Regions from separate parts of the Mus musculus genome. Here regions 2, 3, 4, 5, 6 and 7 are each linked to region 1. The links are chromatin contacts, called in public Hi-C and promoter capture Hi-C maps. All regions are on one chromosome and are shown on one strand. The core of a region is the stretch at or near the end of the contact, and the rest is flanking DNA. Distances in the headings are between cores, read along the strand shown. Region 1 holds the start of Dnajb9 (DnaJ heat shock protein family (Hsp40) member B9). Region 2 holds the start of Arl4aos (ADP-ribosylation factor-like 4A, opposite strand). Region 3 holds the start of Scin (scinderin). Region 4 holds the start of Lsmem1 (leucine-rich single-pass membrane protein 1). Region 5 holds the start of Ifrd1 (interferon-related developmental regulator 1). Region 6 holds the start of Dock4 (dedicator of cytokinesis 4). Region 7 holds the start of Immp2l (IMP2 inner mitochondrial membrane peptidase-like (S. cerevisiae)).

What was found. Promoter capture Hi-C pulls out the DNA fragments that hold promoters and counts their contacts. A called contact is a pair of places that touch in the nucleus more often than the background predicts.
Region 2: a Hi-C map of effector CD8 T cells shows a contact between it and region 1, with 11 times the contacts expected there. The contact joins the promoter of Arl4aos here to the promoter of Dnajb9 in region 1. A contact is called at or near these places in 1 of 39 promoter capture datasets (pre-B cells) and 9 of 484 Hi-C or Micro-C datasets (CD4 T cells, CD8 T cells, cardiomyocytes and 3 more).
Region 3: a contact with region 1 is called in a promoter capture Hi-C map of pre-B cells. The contact joins the promoter of Scin here to the promoter of Dnajb9 in region 1. A contact is called at or near these places in 2 of 39 promoter capture datasets (cranial neural crest and pre-B cells).
Region 4: a promoter capture Hi-C map of pre-B cells shows a contact between it and region 1. The contact joins the promoter of Lsmem1 here to the promoter of Dnajb9 in region 1. A contact is called at or near these places in 5 of 39 promoter capture datasets (the C10 cell line, the HPC-7 cell line, cranial neural crest and 2 more) and 5 of 484 Hi-C or Micro-C datasets (the Ba/F3 cell line, CD8 T cells, erythroid progenitors and 2 more).
Region 5: a contact with region 1 is called in a Hi-C map of hematopoietic stem and progenitor cells, with 6 times the contacts expected there. The contact joins the promoter of Ifrd1 here to the promoter of Dnajb9 in region 1. A contact is called at or near these places in 7 of 39 promoter capture datasets (the C10 cell line, the HPC-7 cell line, cranial neural crest and 4 more), 15 of 484 Hi-C or Micro-C datasets (the C10 cell line, CD4 T cells, CD8 T cells and 10 more) and 1 of 115 datasets of contacts at active chromatin or transcription factors (regulatory T cell precursor).
Region 6: a promoter capture Hi-C map of pre-B cells shows a contact between it and region 1. The contact joins the promoter of Dock4 here to the promoter of Dnajb9 in region 1. A contact is called at or near these places in 5 of 39 promoter capture datasets (cranial neural crest, frontonasal cranial neural crest, maxillary cranial neural crest and 2 more) and 4 of 484 Hi-C or Micro-C datasets (CD4 T cells, pre-B cells and regulatory T cells).
Region 7: a contact with region 1 is called in a promoter capture Hi-C map of pre-B cells. The contact joins the promoter of Immp2l here to the promoter of Dnajb9 in region 1. A contact is called at or near these places in 5 of 39 promoter capture datasets (the C10 cell line, cranial neural crest, frontonasal cranial neural crest and 2 more) and 7 of 484 Hi-C or Micro-C datasets (CD4 T cells, embryonic stem cells, erythroid progenitors and 3 more).

The regions. Positions count from the first base shown.
Region 1 is chr12:44,208,734-44,211,422 of GRCm38.p6, forward strand. It overlaps Dnajb9 (DnaJ heat shock protein family (Hsp40) member B9), which reads right to left and starts at 1,335. Exons shown (of 3, transcript NM_013760.4): 1 at 1,207-1,335. It overlaps Mir5627 (microRNA 5627), which reads left to right and starts at 1,580; the gene lies at 1,580-1,640.
Region 2 is chr12:40,036,714-40,039,402 of GRCm38.p6, forward strand. It overlaps Arl4aos (ADP-ribosylation factor-like 4A, opposite strand), which reads left to right and starts at 1,364. Exons shown (of 3, transcript NR_166749.1): 1 at 1,364-1,792. Arl4a (ADP-ribosylation factor-like 4A) reads right to left here and starts at 1,274. Exons shown (of 2, transcript NM_001039515.1): 1 at 1,125-1,274; 2 at 1-120. The coding sequence starts at 33.
Region 3 is chr12:40,132,850-40,135,538 of GRCm38.p6, forward strand. It overlaps Scin (scinderin), which reads right to left and starts at 1,379. Exons shown (of 16, transcript NM_001146196.1): 1 at 1,061-1,379. The coding sequence starts at 1,259.
Region 4 is chr12:40,197,934-40,200,622 of GRCm38.p6, forward strand. It overlaps Lsmem1 (leucine-rich single-pass membrane protein 1), which reads right to left and starts at 1,382. Exons shown (of 4, transcript NM_001033437.2): 1 at 1,274-1,382.
Region 5 is chr12:40,221,858-40,224,546 of GRCm38.p6, forward strand. Ifrd1 (interferon-related developmental regulator 1) reads right to left here and starts at 1,332. Exons shown (of 12, transcript NM_013562.2): 1 at 1,012-1,332. The coding sequence starts at 1,099. It overlaps Mir1938 (microRNA 1938), which reads right to left and starts at 954; the gene lies at 855-954. It overlaps Gm7008 (predicted gene 7008), which reads left to right and starts at 1,507. Exons shown (of 3, transcript NR_045157.1): 1 at 1,507-1,696.
Region 6 is chr12:40,444,693-40,447,381 of GRCm38.p6, forward strand. Dock4 (dedicator of cytokinesis 4) reads left to right here and starts at 1,361. Exons shown (of 53, transcript NM_172803.2): 1 at 1,361-1,702. The coding sequence starts at 1,666. Zfp277 (zinc finger protein 277) reads right to left here and starts at 1,098. Exons shown (of 12, transcript NM_178845.3): 1 at 974-1,098. The coding sequence starts at 1,067. Gm40406 (a long non-coding RNA gene) reads right to left here and starts at 967. Exons shown (of 2, transcript XR_872699.3): 1 at 1-967.
Region 7 is chr12:41,022,772-41,025,460 of GRCm38.p6, forward strand. It overlaps Immp2l (IMP2 inner mitochondrial membrane peptidase-like (S. cerevisiae)), which reads left to right and starts at 1,319. Exons shown (of 7, transcript NM_053122.4): 1 at 1,319-1,374; 2 at 1,790-1,862.

The sequences.
Region 1 (2,689 bases), core at 85-2,584:
GTTTGGCTAGAACCGCAGGAAGAAAGGCAAAGGTGGGGAAGGAAAGATTTTTCTCAAATCTGTAAAATCTATTTGATCTTAAAGTGGTTAAAATAGTCTGTTTGCATAAATTTAACTTCCCAAATACTTCAGAAATATCGGTAAATAACATCTGCTTAAGGCTCACAATTAGTAAAACTTATACTTCTTTGAAAGCTGAGCTACCAGAGGAAGAAAAGTTTATACTTTGGATAAGTTGGGTTATTACTGGGCTTCCCAGATTTCTCAGCAAGTAAAATGTTTCTCTTTAAAACAAAGTTTTACCTAAGAACTATTGGTAACACATAATGATTCGAGATGAAGTGTATTTCTTTGCTTTTTTGAATGCTGTACCACAGAAGTCCTTAATGACCTATGATGACATAACAGGGCTGATGAAAAAGGCACTATGGTTTGTGGAAACTGCCAGCCAACCTCTCCTGTGGCCTATCCTAAGCATAATTAGCAGGTAGATTACTTTTTTCCCGAGACTTAGTCATAGTCACGCGTACCAAGTACAAACTCTCTAAAGAACTCAAGCAGAAAGCCTGGCGTTGTGCCCCACGCCTTTAATCGCAGCACTCAGAAGGCAGGGGCAGGCGGGGATCACTTTGAGTTCAAAATCAGCCTGGTCTCCATAGTGAGCTCCAGGGCAGCCAGATCTACCCTGACTTAAAAAAAAAAGTAGATTTTTTTTTTTAAAGTTAATGTAAGCGGAGCATGTCCGATGATGGTCGCCAGAGGCTGCGGTTGTTCGCTAGTCAAAGGGCTGGTCCACAACTGACAGCAAGGCGGCTCGGTGACAAACGAGATCCCGCCGCTTCAAGCTGCCCCTGGAGATGTTTTTAGTGCCCGAGCTTTAGCTTCCCCATCAAACCCACTCTGCCCAAACAATGGGATCGCCCTCCCCGAACCCGCTGGAGGGCTGGCCGGTCCGGCGTCCCGGCCCACTCCACTCAGAGCGTCAGCTCCATGCTCCGGCCCTGCCGGCGAGCTCCGCGACCTGCCGGCCTGGCCTCGGGGAAGACGACCCCCCAACCCCACCGCAAGCACGAGCTGTGACGCAGCCATCTCGGGGTACAGTCGCGTCGCTTGGCTTCCCAACGCGGCTGATAGGTGGTAGGACACCAAGGCCAAGGCGGAACACAAAGCGGGACCCGACTCGGCGCCACCCTCCCCGGTCCTTACCTGTGCGCCCCGACGCAGCTTCTCCACAGCGCGGCGGCCCGGCTCCGGTTCCCTGACCCCGGCCGCACAGGCTCCGACCTCGCCTCCGAACGCCGAGTAGCCTCCTCCCAGCTCGGCCCGTTCCCTACTGGCGGGAGCCCGTGGCTGGCGCGACCGCTTATAGAGCCGACCTACACGAAACGCTTCCCCATTGGCTCCCGCCGGCCCACCTGACTTTGGCGCCCTACGCGCACGTGGAAAACTGTTGTTGCCGTTTGGTCCTTGCGTCACTTCCGTCGCCACCCTCCGAGGGGCGGTGCCAAGGTGTGCGGAAGCGGAAGTGAGTCGACGATTTCCTCATCCTTCCCTGGGGCGCATCGCGCGCAGGCGCTTTAGAGGGTGCGCCGGGCCCTGCGTCCCCGCCCTAGAGGACAGGGCTCTCCGGCGCCCCTCGTGGGCCTTTTCAGCCTGCAGAAAGCTTCGCTGTTGAGCGGTCATCGCTCGCGCGGTCGTAATAAAGAGCTTTTATTCATAAGTGGCCAGGTGACCAGAAAACTCAGGTCTCACCCTTAGGCGATGTGTCATTGAGAGGCCATTAGAGCCCAAGCCTGCCTCTGTCATGTTAGTCTCTTAATCCTCAATTCCCCAAAAGGCGGGAGCCCACTGTATTGCACACTGCTTTGTAGGCAAGACCACGCTGTGTTGCTTTAACACAGCAAAGTTTGCACGGGGCTCGGGCTTTTCCAGCTCTTTCCCTCCCTCAGCTTGACCTCATTTCAACAGTAGGTATGTTGAAAGTACATCTGAAAGTGGGAAGGTGAGGTTCCTGTGAGGTTGGTCACTCAGTGCAACCCTGTTTCTTGTTTTTGTTTTAATGTTAATTTATTTTGAGTGCTCTACCTTCGTGTACACCTCTTTGCCAGAAAGAGGGTGTGAGCCACCATGTGGTTGCTGGGAATTGAACTCAAGAACTCTAGGAAGAACAGACAACCCTCTTAAACCACTGAGCCAACTCAAAGCTCAAAAACCCTGTTTCTCCTGCGAAAAAGGAGGCAAAAAGAATGTAAGCAACCTTGAAAACTGCCAGACTAGAATTATAACTTGTCCCATTATGTCTTCAGTTATGGAAGAGAGCATAATAGATATTATCTCAACAACAGCATGACATATTTCAAAAACAATAGGTAAGTACTTAGTTTTATTCAGAAGCCAAGGCAAGTTTGTCAAATTCCAAAGCCAGGTTTGCTGAGTTCCAACCCTGGTTCCCTTACATTGTAACTGAAAGACCCTTTGTTTAATCCTTTGGCACCTCTGATTTTTCTTCTGTACAGGTAAACAGATAAAGGAGGACTTAACAGGGAGTATGTACTTATGTGAAAAATCAATGTATTTAAAACATCCCATTTCTTTTCCTCTTGTAATGAAAAATAATTCTAGTGCTAGCCTGACTTTTCTGTTACTTCAAACTTTATTTTTCTCCCTGTGGTCAATTGGTAAGATTCTA
Region 2 (2,689 bases), core at 114-2,613, 4.2 Mb before region 1:
GATGGAAGTCTGGTCTGACAGTCCATTCCCCATTTCCAGCTGCAAATGGTGTCTCAAACTGAACGCGTTCTTCTTATCTGCTTACAATTTCTCTTCCTGGGTGATCGGGCTACGCGATTGCTGGGGAGGAAATGAGTAAGTTATTACTGTGAGCACATTAAAAATGGGGTTTCTCTACTTTCGCCAAAAATAAGCACATGAGGGACTTAATAAAACTTGCTGTGAGTAAACACACCAGATGAGGTAGTAGATGTATTCAATCCAAAACAAACGATGCCTAACTGTCACCCAAAGGCTTTCTTCGATCCACTCTAACTGCAGTAACGTGTACTTTTCTCTATTCTCTACGATCCCCGAACCTCAAAAGCTCATTCTGAAGACAACCCAGGCGCCACTATCTGGTGCCGGTCACCGTATCCACCACTAAAGTGCCTTTTCTTAGCAGAAAACTCAAAAAAAGCAGCCCTATCTGGGAGATCTAACCAGGCACGTCTCACCCGGCACCCAGGCTCACTTTCCTGGCTCCGTCCCCGCTACCAAAGCTCTCACCTCCCGGGCTGGAGTCGGGATTCCAATGGAGGGACATTGGCTGATGTGTCTCTCTCTCTCTCCCCGCGAGGAACACGCCACAGCTCCTCTCAACCGAGACCTCCGCGCCGCTCTGGCGGACGCCCCACAGGGAAGCCCAGACTCGGCCTCTGGCCACGCCCACCCTCACGGCCCACCCAGGCCCCGCGATCCCATTGGTCAGCGCGTCAGGGCCGCCCTGCCACTCCCGCCCCGGCGCCCTAATTGGCAAGGGTGCCTGCCACTCCCAGGGCGGCAGCGCCAGGGCTCGCTCTCGGCCCTCCGGCACCACCTGTTGCCCTGAGTGGGAAACGAGCAGGCATCGCAAAGGACGCCGAGCCCCTGCTGCAGGTCCGGTCGCTCGGCCGCCTCGCGCACCTGCAGCATGGGCCACGGTGACGCGGCCCTACGCGGCGGGAGCGGCCCACCGCGCCTCAGCTCGCCGTGCGCCCAGGCTCGCTGGGCCGCGCCAGCCCCTCTACACACCGAACGCCTCCGGCAATACTGCCTCCGCCCCGCCGCAGGCCTCTTCTCCAACATGACCCCGCGCCACTCACCTGGCTGACGGTCCTCCGTCGTCCCGCCTCCGCGGCTGTCAGCCGCCGGGGAGTCTGTCCCCGGGCAGCGGCGAGGCCTGACGGCGGCCGGGCCGACGCCGCGCGCCAGCCGGGCTAACGGTGCTCGCCAGCCTCGCTCCGGGCCGCGGCTCCGCCCCTCGCGCCGCGCCTGCCCGCGGGGGTCGCGCGCGCGCGTGCTGGCCGCGTCTCCTAGCAACGCCCAAACAAGGTCACGTTCCAACCCTTTCGGCGCCCGCCGCCGGCGCAGACGGGCGGGGCTTCGGCCGCGGGTTCTCGGTCTTTCTGCCGCCCCAGGCTGGGTGCGGGAGGGCGTCGCCGGTACCGCCCCTCTTCCTGTCACCCTAGGGCGGCCTCTGGGCGACCGCGGTGTTGATTCAGGGTCCTTGATGTTGGAGGACACTGGCCGGGTGGGTCCCTTACGTCACGTCACAAGGCAGCCTGGGGGAGTCTGCGCTGCCGCCCTCCCTAGCATGTGCTGGCTAGGATGGTAGCCTACCTTTTGTAAGCCAAGCGCTACCTCCTAAGTGAGTCTACGCCCCACAAGTTGGAACAGGAACCAATGCCCCTATTAAGGAGGAAGAAACGCACTTTGGAAACGCTAAATATTTCCAGTAGCCCAAGAAGAACGGGTGATGAAGCTGCAGCTGGTAACTTATGACTAGTGGTAAAGCACATTGGGCTCCATAGTGTAATTGTGTACCACTATGTTTGGCCTTAGGAGGCAAACTGTCGTTTTTGTGAATATTCCAGTCTTTGTAAAAACAGAATGAACCAAATTGGTCATGAACCAATTATAAAACGTGACCAGCAATCTTTTAAAGATGTTTAGAAAAACAAACAAAGGGCATTTTAAAGCTTGGTAGAACCTACAAGAAATTTTTATCTGGAAGGCTATAATAATAGTGCAATTTAAAAGTGTATTTTAAACTAGATTCTGGCCAAGCACTTGAGAGGCAGAGGCAGGCAGATCTGGATGCTTCAGGGCCAGCCTGGTCTACATAGAGAGTTGCAGGCCAGCCAAGGCTACGTAGTAAACCGTGACTCAATAGATACATAGATAGATAGATAGATAGATAGATAGATAGATAGATAGATAGATAGATTGTAACTTTCCTAAGAAATTTCCTGATCTTAAAATTACCATAGCCAGTAGTATTTATTTTATGAATAGTAGAAAGGATTGGGCTTCTTTCTGTTGTTTTTGTTTCTTTGTGGTTTAGTTTTTCTGTTGTTTTGTTGTTTTGGTTTTCGGGGCTTGTTTGTTTGGGTTTGGGGTTTTTTGTTTTGTTTTGGTTTGGTTTTTGGTTTTGTTTGTTTGATTTTTGGTTTTGGTTTTCAAGATAGGGTTTCTCTATGTAGCCCTGGACCAGGCTGGAATCAAACTCAGAAATTTGCCTGCCTCTGCCTCCCAAGTGCTGGGATTAAAGGCATGCACCACCCTCACCACTGCTCACCTTATTTCCATTGTTTTTAATAGCTGATATAAAAATCTAAGGAATAATAAGCACAGTGCCTAGCTTTAAGACAGCATCATTAATTTAGGA
Region 3 (2,689 bases), core at 129-2,628, 4.1 Mb before region 1:
TTCTGTCTCAGGCGCCTGCTCCCGGTGTCTGCTAAGGCTTGGGAAATCACGTCTAAATGTTTTCACTTCTTTCTTAAATTTTTCAGATGTTAAATATTAAAATGCAATGGCAGCATTCAAAGTCTGTGGTTTTGAGTGTTTTCCCTCCTGAGCTCAAGAATAAATATACTGAAAGAAACACTGGTATAGGAGAGACGCTAGCTTGAAAAGGAGGCTCAGATAAAGCGCACGTTGTCAGACTGGGAGTGCCGACTGGCGCAAGACCTCACAGAGAAAGGTTCAACATTCACGATGTTTACGGGTAAAAGTAGAAGGTGGAGAAAGTGGAACACAGGGCCAGTGTCCTCCTGAAAGCCTGGCACCAAGGCAGCTCAAAATAATTACGACCGCTGAAGAAGCTGGTTCTGGTCCACACTGTGTCCTTCTTAAAACAGATGAATAATAAATGAATAATTTGAAACAAAGCAGCCTATCTAAACAAATACACCAGCCAGATAGAGCAATTGGAAAAAAAAAATGATTGCCGTATCTTTTCCCAAACAGGCAAGCCCTGTTGTGCGAGGATAATCTTGGTTTTGGAGCTACGTACGTAAGTAGTCACCGATAGCAGGGAAATCTAAGCCGGAGCCCCAAGGCAACAAATACAAATAAATAAAAGTTTGCTGCTGGGAGCGGGAGTTTTCGCTCCAAGCTGAGGCAGATATCCACAAACAAGTTTGATTTCATCCCCACCCTGCCTGAAAAACCAGGACTGAACTTGCCGGAGGGTGCTCAGTATTTGGCCAGCACCCGGGTTTCTCACAGGCAGGCAGTCGCCCAGGAACGCACTGGGGTTTGAGTTAAAGTGGAAAACCCCGGAGGAATGAGTATGACCCTCCAAGAAGTGGTTTGGTCAAGACTGATGAGTCCTGGATGACTCGCATCTCCGGAGTTTACAGCTCGCCAGGAGCTGACCTGGGGTTAGGAGAGGGTGCTGGCTGTGTGTCACCTAGCCCGCCCAGGTGACAGGATGGTGTACAGACCTTGGGCCCACCGCTGCCCTGTGCTGCTCACTGCTTACCCAGCCAGAAATGCAGGCGGTAGGAGAAGCCCCTGCTGGACTTGGTGGTGTGCAGCACCAGGTAGGCGTCTCCGACGTAAAAGTCACCATAGGCACCCTGGGGCACCGGTACCAGTTCCAGCTTCTCGACCCTCCACACCTGCAGCCCAGCCTGCTGGCCTGCGCGCGCGAACTCGGGGTGCTGCAGCTCCTGCGCCATGGTGCCGCGATGCTGGCCGAGCGAGCCGAGGACTTGATCCGTGCCCTGAGCCCAAGGAAGAGCCCGATGACCGGTGACCGCGAACCTGCTCTCCCGGCTTTAAAGCGGCTCGCCAGAAGCGGAGGCGGGGCTGGAAGGGAAGCCAACAGCCACGCCCGAACCCGGGCGGGAACCTGAATCCCAGTTTGGACCAAGTTAACCAAAACTCTAGTAAATGCCTCCCTCCAAAAAAAAAAAAAATGTAAATAAATATTATAATTGTTATTTTACGTTGCAACAGATAGATTTTGCTCGGATCAACTCGGGCGGGTCCACACTGGTCCCTGTCACCCCAGTTCCTTCCCTGCTGGTGTTCACCCTCTGATGCCAGGGTGAGGAGAAAGAGCATTAAGAACTAGAATCATCCACTCGCAAAACACGTCTGGCTTTGAGGACCACAGCACGTCGGAGTAACTGGCTGTATCACTTTCCCATGCGCGGTCCTCTAAAAGTCGAGCATAGTTGGCTTCCCTAACAGCCTCCCACTCCTGGTGGCCACAAGGTTTCTCTTTAGATAAGTTTGGAAACTCCATGTACAAAGGTACGTCAGGTTTTCTAGAAAAGATAAAAATCAGACAAATTCTCTGGCTACTAGCGTCAGAGATCGGCAAGTCCCCTGGCGCCTGGGAACTGTGGTAAGGTGCCACCTGCCTGCCTTAGCCAAGAAAATCTCTGCAAAAACACATCAGCCGCCCTCCAGGGACGCTCTGTACTGGGCTGTCCATGACTGTGATTTTAAACTGACCTGCATTTTTTTTTTTTAAAGATTTATTTATTTATTATATCTAAGTACACTGTAGCTGTCTTCAGACACTCCAGAAGAGGGCGCCAGATCTCGTTACGGATGGTTGTGAGCCACCATGTGGTTGCTGGGATTTGAACTCCAGACCTTCGGAAGAGCAGTCGGGTGCTCTTACCCACTGAGCCATCTCACCAGCCCCCTGACCTGCATTTTTAATTATCTGATTTTAAGGCACTCACTTCTCATTGGTTCACTCATATTTCTTTGTTTTGCTCACTAAAGAACGATTTGCATTCACTTCATTGCATTCAGAAACTGATGTGGTAAGGAGTTCTGTTATTGAAAACGCAAATCAGAAACTGCACATTAGAAACATTAGAGAGTTGTTCCACTTGGTCCCCAAATTGCAGAACTCCCTAGCAAGCCATTAATAGTAAAGGCACACTTAGATGCTCTCTTTAGTGACCTTTTTAAAATAAGCAATGCTTGAAGTGTTTAAAAATTTAGTGGCATAAAATCTGTTCAACAGTGCAGTGTGCTCGCCTGTAATCCCCGCTGAGGAAGGACGTACTTTGAGGGCTCTAGGCTGGCCAGTGCTACATTGTGACATTCTTTTTCAAGACCAAAACCAAGCCAAAACAAAACAAAA
Region 4 (2,689 bases), core at 132-2,631, 4.0 Mb before region 1:
AGAGAGAGAGAGAGAGAGAGAGAGAGAGAGAGCAGAAGAAGAAGAAGGAGGAGGAGGAGGAGGAGGAGGAGGAGGAGGAGGAGGAGAAGAAGAGGAGGAGGAGGAGGAGGAGGAGGAGGAGGAGGAGGAGAGGAAGACTAGCTACAAAAGTCACTGCTAAAAGGTCCTACTTTTAAAGTAATAGTCCAGTTACTAAACTTTGCTTGCCACAGACTAAGAAGGCGATGCCAAGATAGCTAAGCTACGGAGACATGGCACTAAGCCTGGTAGCCAGAACTCAATCTCCTTCACCTTTGTTCGATGGGAACCAACTCCTGCAACTTGTCCTCTGACCTCCAAGTAAGTGTTGTGGCATAAACATGCCCCGCCCACACACATAATTTAGAATAAAATCTGTCATAAAATTTGTTCAAGATTTTTTTTCTAAATCTAAAATAGACCAAGTAAATAATGGAGTCCTCTAGAAGGAGACATCTTTACAGCGAGCTCACAATGTTGGTAGATGTTTTTTCAATAAGCCTTTTCAGTGTTGCGACATGTTAAAATGAAAGACAAGCTAGTAGAGGAAAAAAAGGCAGTGTGATTCATGGGCTCCAAGGGCCTGCAGGTGGCTTCTGAGGGACTCTGCCAGTAAACGGATACAAGGACACACCTTGAAAACCAGAACCCACAGCTGTCAACACCAGCCCTTGCTATCTTTGGAAGCTGAAATGAGGGCATTCAGAAACAACCACCGAGGCCGCTGCAGAGTGTCACTACCTATTCCGTGTCGCACTAACTTGGCCTTCCTGCCGAGCTCCACTGGGCAGATTCTTTTCTGATCCTGGAACTCAGACACGTAAGTAGTTTCATTTTCCCGTGTTCTTGATCACTGCTAACAGCTGAGCCTTTCATCATCTAATAATTGCTTGATTCTCTACCAGTAGGACACTTCAACAAATAAAAATTGTCTCTGAAAAAAAAAAACTCATTGTACATTCTCCCTGCAGGTATTGGTATCAAAGCAGAAAACCATATTGTATGCTACGAACTCAGAATTGTTTACCAATGAAGGCTGAACTCAAAGCTTAATACGATGCTTCCTTGAGTGAGCCACGGCCACGTATGAACGGCATTCCTGAGTTCATGCCTCCAAGTCAGGAGGTAATTTTAAAAATCAAGTCTACATCTTTTCTATGAGCAGTCGAAAAGCACAGAATACATGCAATCAAAACCCCAAGGACTCAAAAATCATCATTCGGTCTCAGTAAGAAATAGCATGCAAATTACTTACAAAGACGTGAGCCTCCAATGCTCGGTTTCCTAGAAAAGACAACTACTCAGGAACAACTACAGCCAAACTTTCTACCAGTTCTGTAGTTCGCTCTTAATCTTCCTGCTGCTCACAAGTGCTCCCCTGAGGCCCGTAAACCCAGCACATAATTGGTGGTCTATATTTAGTGTAAATGTAGCCAAGCGATAACAAGATTCCCTGCAGTGGCTTCCGCTCTCATGTCCGAGTTTAAGATACGAATTGGTGAAGCTTTGCTTTAAAACAACAGACCGGCAAGCCTGGATTCAGTTGGTAACTGATGTGGTTCATATGAAGCTCAAGTTGAAAGTCCTTACTCAGTGGAAGTGGCTGTATCGTCTGACAGCACATTTCCTAGCTAGCGCTTCTGCTGTGCTGTGCTCCTGTGTATAAATACCCTGCAGCAGGCAGGAGCTGCCACTGGGACATCTGGTGTGCAGAGACCTCAGTAAACAGGGAGGATAGCTGTGATAACACAACTAGCGGAGTGGCTGATGTGTTAGATTTCCATCCCTGTATCCAAAATAAGTCAGCTTTATACTAGCCCCCCCCCCCGCCCCCCGTTTCAGACCTCTGATCTAGGCTTGCAGAAATAGAAAACATGGTAACAGGTACAGCTGAAAGAAGAGGCTTGAGAGGAAAGGGCCAAAGACTTGTCTTCAACCAAGCCTCACACCTAAAGATCCACCATTCTCCAGCGGTTCCAGGCTGGTGACCATGCAAGCCTTCTACACTTTTCTTTAAGGAGACTTCAGAGATCTAAACTATAGCAGCAGGTCCGGGGACTCCTGGGCTTTCAATTAGCTTTACAAAAAGTGTCTGTGGGTGCAAAGATTGCACACTTCAGCATTCCATCCAAAATGGGCTTCAGAAGCGCACCTGCCTTTTGGAAATAGCAGCCTTGTTTCCTTTCCACAAGTGGCAGGCAGTTTCTGCCCTCTGGTGTACACAATAGGTACTACAGTGAGAGCTGGGGCCTGCAAGCTCCGGGTGCCAGATCACACACAGTTTGGATGAAAACAGACTTGCAGTTGTTTAAGATCTGCCTTCGCTCACAAGTGCCCGCTCATTCTATAGCTCTGTGTGTTCCAGCTTCTCTTACACGGTTCTTTAGGGACATTATTATACTGTCAGAGAACAGGAATCTCACATTTTTTGGTCTTCCCATAGCTTGAGAACCAAGAAGACCATGCACTTGATACCTTTATCATTAAGTGCTGTCACCTGTATTAAAACTAAGCTCAGAAAAAATGAAGATGTTCCCATCATCTAGTCATGCAGGTCAAAAACCAAAACTCTTCTAACTACCCAATCTGTCCCAAATCCCCTATCATCTCAGAAGTACTTGCTTCAGTTTTGATGGCTGTTTTCCCCTTCTTCTAACATTATAACCTCAAG
Region 5 (2,689 bases), core at 82-2,581, 4.0 Mb before region 1:
ATACCTAATGGCTATTATCTTGGTGTGGAACGACTGGGGGCATTCCAATATTCAACTCCATAATCTTAACAATTACTTAGTGAGATGACTACCCATTTCAATACTACTCGACTTATGTCTTGTGTGCAGTCTTGTAGAAGGGACCTTCGGCTGCAATCATTTTTTTTTCTTCTCAACCATATGTTAAGAGAATCGTACATTCAGTTCAGCAATTAACCATCCAGAAAAAGCTTTGTCTTAGCATGGAAGGAAAAAAAAAAAAAACTTATCCCTAACTTTCCAGCCAATTGCAACCTCGGCTTCTCACCACCTCTTATCACTGCATGGAACCTATAGAATGCAGCACAAAGGAGAACGCGGTCGCTAGGCTGGCAGCACAAGGGCTGCGGGGGCTCCCGGTTTCTGCAGGTACCGGGTTAGGAGTGGAAGCCACGCTAAGGGTGGGGCGGTGGCCATGGCTTCCGACGCCTCTACCCCGCCTTAGAGGACCTGCGAGACGCGCAGGAAAACAGCGGGATGGAAGCCACTCGTGCCTCTGCGTCACCCTGGCCCCATCACGCAAAGCTCAGGCCTCGTGACGCAAAAGCCGGTCCAAGCCCGCTGGACGTTTGACACTCCCGAGAACTCCATGTTGGAGGGAGCGCCACAGGCAGCGCAACAGCGGCAAGCCACCGGCGCTCCGCCCCATCTCTAGCTCGATAAAGAACCGGACAGCAGGCAGCGACGTCTAGGAAGAACGCCAAGTCCTGGTCACCCTTATTCTGACTCTCCCTCCGGCCCAAGGTCCCAGTTCTCCCCGCCCCCAGGGCCGGAGCTCCAGCACTGCTCCCGCGTGCCAGCTCAAGAAGCGCGAGTCCCAGGGCATGATGGGAACTGCAGTTCAGCCGTACCACGCGCTATGCAGACTTGGGCGTCCGAAGCGAAGACCGAACTACAAGTCCCACCGCGCCCCAGGCCGGGGTCTCCCGTTCGGCCGGCCAGCCGGCTCCCGGGCGTGGGGACACCCCTCACCTGCCGTGGCCGCCGACGTCGCTGCCCCGGAGCCGCCGCCACCCCCGCCACCGCGGTGGGGAGCGTTCCGCTTCTTGTTCTTCGGCATCGTGGGCCGCCCGGTGCCGCCTACACTTGGAGCTCAGCGAGGATCAGCCGATGGAGCTGCACTGTCTACTCGTGCGTCTGTGCGGCGGGCGGCTGAGAGGCGAGTCTCGGGCTAACAAGAGAGGCGAGGAGCGGCGCGGGTGAGAAGCGGCAGCAGCAGCAGCAGAAATCCCCGTGAAGAGCTGCGAGCGGAAACGATACATGTTTCTCTCTAGCGCGGGAGCGAAGGCGGGGTGGCCAGACCACGACGCCTTAAGTAGCCAGACGGCGGCTTGTCGTCACCATGCGTGGGCGGGCCTCCATCGCTCGCTGGCCAATCGCTGCAGATCTCCCCACCGCGGCGTCCACTGGGGCGGTGCCTGCATTCGGACTCCCATTCCCAGAGCCTCAGTCTGCCCTCGGTGCCTGGGCTGCTATGCCTTAGGGCCGCGTGGAGCTTTGGGAGATGTAGTTAGCGAGAGGGCGCGGCCTTCTCCGGGCTCCTCCCAGTCCGATTGCGTCGTGACCTCGTCCCAACGAGGCGTCCGCCCTGGAATTCACCCGGGTAGTCACCGCGATGAGCCATGCGGCAGTTATGCAGCTTGATGAACGTCAGCTTGTAAGATCACGTGTAACAACCTTTCCCCTGCTAATATGAGGCCCCTGTCCAAGCACAACCATACCCTCCTGTGGGTTTAGGGACGTGGGCTCCCCACCCTCCAAAAAAAGTATGCTTTCAGCTACTTCAACTTGTATTGTTCGTGGACCTCATATTCTAGACTAATATCTCAAATAACGAGACTGATGATTCAGTCTCAGATTTTCTTACAAAGATGTGACCTTGATTCCACCTGCCAGTTTGGAGGTCAGTTTGGGATAAGAGTTTATGAGAAGTTCGCAGCTGGCAAAACATACATGAGTTATATCAACAGTCGCAAAGGGGTTTATTTTCTCAAGGTGCTCCCGTTGATCTGTTTTCCGTGTCGCAACACCCAGTCCTGTTTTCAGGAGCTGCTAGTAGGTTCCTATACTGTCCATATGACAGAACAAACTCACTGACTCGTGCAAGTGACTCACTCTGCACTCCACCTCTCACCTCGGCTTCATTCTATTTCAAGTGATGATAGTAAGTCTTTCTCCGTCTTAATGTCCCTCTTGTACCTTAAGCCAACTTAAATTTTTCTCTCCTTTTCTTTACTGCCATATTCTTAATAGTTAATATATTATCTTCCCCCATATTCTGTAATTTATTCACCGTAATTTATTCAGTTTGTTCATAGTGCCCCCCCCCCAGCAATTGATTTTAAAATGAAACTCAGGGCTGTATCTTGATCTCTAGCCATACATAGCTTCAGTTCATACCAGGTCACCCATTTCAATGTTTCATGCCCAGGAAGGCTGATTATTTACTCAAGTGTCTTGTTTGACTAATCCACCTATGTTTATAGTTGTTCCAGAACCTCACAGACTGCCAGTCCTCCTAACCTAGCCTCTCTCACTGCTTTCTAGATATCTTGTTCTTCTCCTGAACTCAACTGGTCTTCGTTTCCAGTACAGGGCTCTTTTTGTTACTTTGACTTCATTGTTCATGAATGCCCTAACCCACCCCCCA
Region 6 (2,689 bases), core at 111-2,610, 3.8 Mb before region 1:
TTATATCTTAAAATGTGGAATTTTGGTGATCTGGAAAAACATAAGTACGGGATATATGGCAAACCCATTGATAGGAATCTCACTCATGGAAAGTGGGAAGAAATTGCACTTTTATTTCCCTGCTACTGAGATAAAAAGCTGTGAAGGTTAAATGGAAAAAACATCAACAAGGACTGAGAACCCAAATTAACCCCCAAAATTAACACTTAAACAAAATGGGTGGGGAGTGGAGCGCGACCAAAAGAAAAGGTAGTCTATGATGAAAGTTTGACTTTTGGTCTCTACAGTGGAACTGAAGAAAGCAGCAAAGTCAGGTTGATACAAAGTAGCTGTGATGAATTTTAAAACCCTATTTTAAATATTCTGTGAGGGCTGGAGTGAATTTAATTCTCTTTTCTCTTTCTCTTAGAATGTAACATCTCCCAGGCTACAGGGCCAAATGATACCTGAGACACACACATCCTTTCCTTTTGAAGAGGACTACAACCTGCAACCAGCAAATAAGTATTAGAGAGCCGTGACGTGACTAGTCTCCAACTTGGAAACCGGTCCCAAACTACATAAAACACCTTCCCAGAGCCAAATTCAGCAAACCGGGGAGAGCGAGGGCTACAAGTCAGGAAATAGCGGCTAATCACAGCTTTACAGTCACACGTGTGCAACCCAGACCTGACCCACACCCACTTGGCGGCAAGTGCAAAGCACAGAATTCCAAACCGGAAGACAGCAAAGGAGCTTTCTCAGAGGCCGGGAAGGCAGCTCTTCACATTTTCTGCTCCCACCCCAAAACAGCTTCAGCCTGGCAACCTCCGTCTGCCCAACCCATATCTCTGGGTCCCGCCCGCGGCTTTTTCCCTGGCACCAAGGTGGTCTCCCAGCCGACCAGCTTCAAAGGTTTGAGCGGCTGCCAGCTGCACCTCGGGCACAGAAGAAGGAAGACAGATCACCCGCGCCTAAGGGACAGCACACTCACCTTCATGATCTGTGTGTCCGATTCCGCCGCGGACCCCGCGGACCCCAGCCTCCCGGGGGTCCACAGGAAGCCCCTGGACCTCACTAGCAGCCATTACCTGGCACAGTAGAAAGGGGCGGGCCGTAGGCGGGGCGGAGCGGTGATACACCAATAAAAACGCGCCTGGGGTCGCATGCCGCCTCACTGAGGGAGTTCCTACACGCCTATGCTGTGCCGTCACATTTTGGACCAATCGATTGTGGCGAGCCTAACTAGGTGCCCCGCCCCCAACCGCTGTAGTCCCGCCTCCTTCCGGAGCCGGGAGCGTAAGAACTACAACTTCCAGCATGCCGCGAGGCAGTGGGTAGGCAGCGCTGGACGGGCGCTGACGGGCGGGGGTGCGCCCGCGAGTGCCCCGGCGTGTTCGCTTAGTTCAGTGAATCAGAACAATGACTGCGCCGCCGGGTCCCCGGGAGCGCGTCGCAGGGCTGTGAGCAGCCGCGGCCGGCAGAGCGGCGGGCGGCTCCGCCTCGGCGGTGTAGTGTCAGTGCCGGCTCCGGAGCCCCGGGAGCAGACCCTGCCCAGCGCCGCAGCCCGCGCGATCCGCTGTGCTCCAGCGACACAGCTGCTCTTCGGGAGCGGTGCATTGTTGTGAGCCACTGGAGGGGCGCGGGGATTGCACAGCCCGGAGCCCCTCAACGCCCTTCATAGCCATGTGGATACCTACGGAGCACGAGAAATACGGCGTGGGTGAGTGCTCGCGGGCGAACTTTTACCACGCTCTGGTCCTTGCCCCCACGCAGCTCGCTCCGCTCCAGGCTGCAAATGCCAGGTCTTGGCATTGCACAGCGGGTCCCGGGCTTGGCCGCACCGGCCTCCGGCTGAGGGGCGAGCACTGGGGGGCTCGCTCCTCACCGTGCACTCGGCGCTCCTCGAACCCGATCCCAGAACGTCCGGACTGCCGCTCCGGTCTCTGCTGGCTGGCGGAGTTTGGAGCGGCCGCGGGGCGTGTTGCGTGTCAAGTTGGAAGGGGAAGCCAACAGGGTTTCTCTCCCTTCTACCCCTGCTGGCCCACAGCGGCAGAGAGCTGGCAGTGGGCTGCTAAGATTTCCCGGGGTGATGAGGGAGACCAGGAACCGGCTGCTAGAATACTCCCAAACAGTAGGGAGGCGCGAAGTCCCTGCGGCTGGGGTCGGCATTCCCAGAGTGCAGAGTGTAGCCCCTGTGACAGACGGAGTCGGGACGTAGCCTCCTTCCTCCCTCGCCTCCCGGGTGTTTGGGGTGTGTGTTGCGAGCAGGGGGGTTGGTAAATTTCAACATCTGTGCTCCTGCGCTCTTTGGTCCTTGGAGGGGAACCGAGATTTTGGCAGGGTTTTTACTTCTGGCCACCTTCTCTACCAGGGAATGAGCGCAGTGGGGGTCATAGAGGCCGGCTGGAAAGTGACGAGGGAGAGGAGGGTCAGAAAGCCTGGCTCTTAGAGGCTGGCAGGCAGCTTTAGGAGAGGACTACCCTGGCACTGATTTGAGAGAAAAAGGAACAGGATAGCATTCACTGTTCTGTGCAAAGGTGAACAACAAAGACCATTAATGTTGACTGATGAATACAGGAGGCTCCCTTCCCTTCCCTCCTCCCTTGTCGGTAGGATTACAGTTCCCGTTTTTGTTGTTTGATTTCAGCTGGGTACCCCCCTCCCCCTTTGACAGTCACTCCTTTTAGGGTTGAGACTATTAAGAAGC
Region 7 (2,689 bases), core at 69-2,568, 3.2 Mb before region 1:
CAGCTGAGTTGAATCATCCAGCCATCGCTCAGAAAGAACCAGAAATAGTGAGTTTATTCTGCAGTAAATCTTGGATGCTGAAAATATTCTAGGCCTAGATTAGGTTGTATGGATTCTAGAAACTTTGATGTTTATGTATGTTCATGCCATCCCATACTGTTGGTTCTTCACTGGAACAAACATCTATTTAATTTGGAGTCTCTTTACTGTTAGGGCCCAATCCAATTTGTAAATAGGCTCTGTCATCAGGGGCGGCCTCCAAGATAAAGCACTGGTAGAATCAAACTTACCTCGCAGTAAATATTTTAGATAAGAATAACTGTACCTACATCCTATACAGGAGAGCAATCATGTTTCTTTGGCAGACTTTTGTAATTATTAACTATCAGCCTATCAACCCATTAAAGTCTTCCCCCTTCTCCCCCCCCCCCGCCCCTTTTTTTTTGAGAGAGGTTTACTCTGTGTAGGCCTGGCTGTCCTGGAACTAGCTCTGTAGATCAGGCTAGCAGGCTGGCTTCACCTGCCTCTGCCTTAGCAGTGCTGTGATGACTAAAGGTACGTGCAACCACTGCTCGGCTCCATTTAAGTCTCTTACACTCTCCCATCTTTAGAGTTAATTTTGAATGCTGAGTGTCAGAACATTATGCGCTATGTAAACTTGAGAATGATAGTTCAGCATTATCTAAAAGGGTAAAGCAAGAAAAGATAAAGATACAACTGAGGAGGGCTAGAAAAAGCAAATTAATTTTGTTGTCTATATTCTGTTAGTTACAGTGTTTTTCTAGGTTGTAATTACACAGTTAAGATTTTTTACAATTAACGAGCAAAAGCTTAAGTATATTAAAAAAAACAACCCTAGTTTCTCTGAAGCAAAAAAAAAAAAAAAAAAAAAAAAAGTTCTGGATTTTTTTCTTTTGGCTTGCTAGAGGAAGCAAACCCGAAGTTACCCATGTGCAAACAAAACAATAACAAAACCACAGAACAACACAAGAAGTCCAGTCTGGGTTCCTGGTCTAAGGGAAGAAGCTGAAGATAGCTTCTGATAACTTGCTGCTTTTCCTTGCCCTCTTAGCCATGCCAGGCTTCGACCTAGGGCTTAGACCTAAGGCTTCTAACACTTGGAACCTCTAGACGGTCAGTACCGCCCCCTGATCTGACGTAAACCCAATTCTGGCTGCGGATCCACCTTGAGCCGCGTTTCGGGGGCGGGACTTCCGTAGTAGTAGGCGGAGTCTCCGGCTGCCGCCCAGCTGGGGGTCGGGTCTGGGCGAGCGGCGGCAAAGGGCGGGGCGAGCGGCGGCGGAGGGCGGGGCGTGCCGCGGCGGAGGGCGGAGCGTGCCGCGGGGACTTCCCCTGGGTTGAGCTGCGCAGCGGGTGCGCGGGGAATGGGGCGGCGGGTCCGGGCGGCTTGGCACGCGGGTGGGCTTAAGCAGACCCTCTGTGTCCCCGGCAGGGTCTCTTATCTCCGGCTTCTCCTCCGTCGAGTGGGCGTTGCTGGGAGGTGGGGAGCCGCTCGGCCGCTATCCGCGCGATGGTAGCGAGCATGCGTGCGTGCGCGTGTTCCAGTGAGGCCGCGCGGCTGTCCCCTCAGTTCGTCCTCTTGTCTCCCTCAGTTAGGGAACCCGAACCCCGATCCGGGCGGGTAGCCGACCTCTTCTCCCCGCCCTGGGGGACCCACAGAGCGGCCGGGAGGGAGCGCTGCTCCTGGGGTGGTGAGCAGCTTGTGGGAGCTGCTCAGGCTGGAGCCACGGGATTTTAAAGGACCTGTCTCTGTCATTTTTACTTTTAGGATTTTGGCCAAATTGGGCGAGGGTACAATATTACCACTTACCCCTTCTCACCGAGGAAGAGCGGGAGAAAGGGTAAGTAAGTATTGCTCAGGGGCGGAAGGTGCCAGGACTCTTTTTCGAGTGGGGAAACTACCCTAGGCAACTTGGGTCCAAATTCCACTTTTTATCAGGAACTGGATAACCCACCTTCAAAGGTCACTTGTCCCAAGATCAAGCCTTTCTTCAGGTTCCAGAAGCCCGTAGAGCCGACTGGAAGTTTAGCAGCGTTTTAGACACCTGAGAGAAAACTCATTTCCTTTCAGACCCTCTTTAACCTGGCACATTGATGCTATAGTTCCTCTCAGGTCCCCTGTCTTCCTAGGTAGCATTCAGTAGTTCCTGACACAGTAGGGCCCTAGGTAATCTTGGCTCTGCTTGGCAGTTATCCCTCCGGGGACCTTACATTTTAAAATCTCAACAGTGGGGGAACGCACATGGGGCCACATACAGGCAATTTCATATACTTCTAGTTCTCAGGTCTTTCAGAATTACAGAGGAATTGGGGGAGGTCCTATCTCAGGCATTGAGGTGCTTTTCTGAAAAGCTGAAGTCCTGGGAAGTTGACTGATTTCAAGTTATCATCTCTCTTCATTGGTTCCTCCCTAAGACTTGCCCTTCTCCTAGTCTCTGTCTGGTGATAGGAAACACAGTTCCTTTCAGGTTCGAAACCCTCCAGTTTTACATTCATCTCCGCCAACTTTTACTTAAAACACAGGTTAGCTATAAGCAAGAACAGCAAGCCACAGGCTTGTTTACCCCCGAGAGAAAGCTAGACTTACCCTCAGTGCCCATCCTGGCACATGCCACATATGAACCTGACTTCCTTGAGAGGCAGATGTTCGCATATTATGAAAAACTAA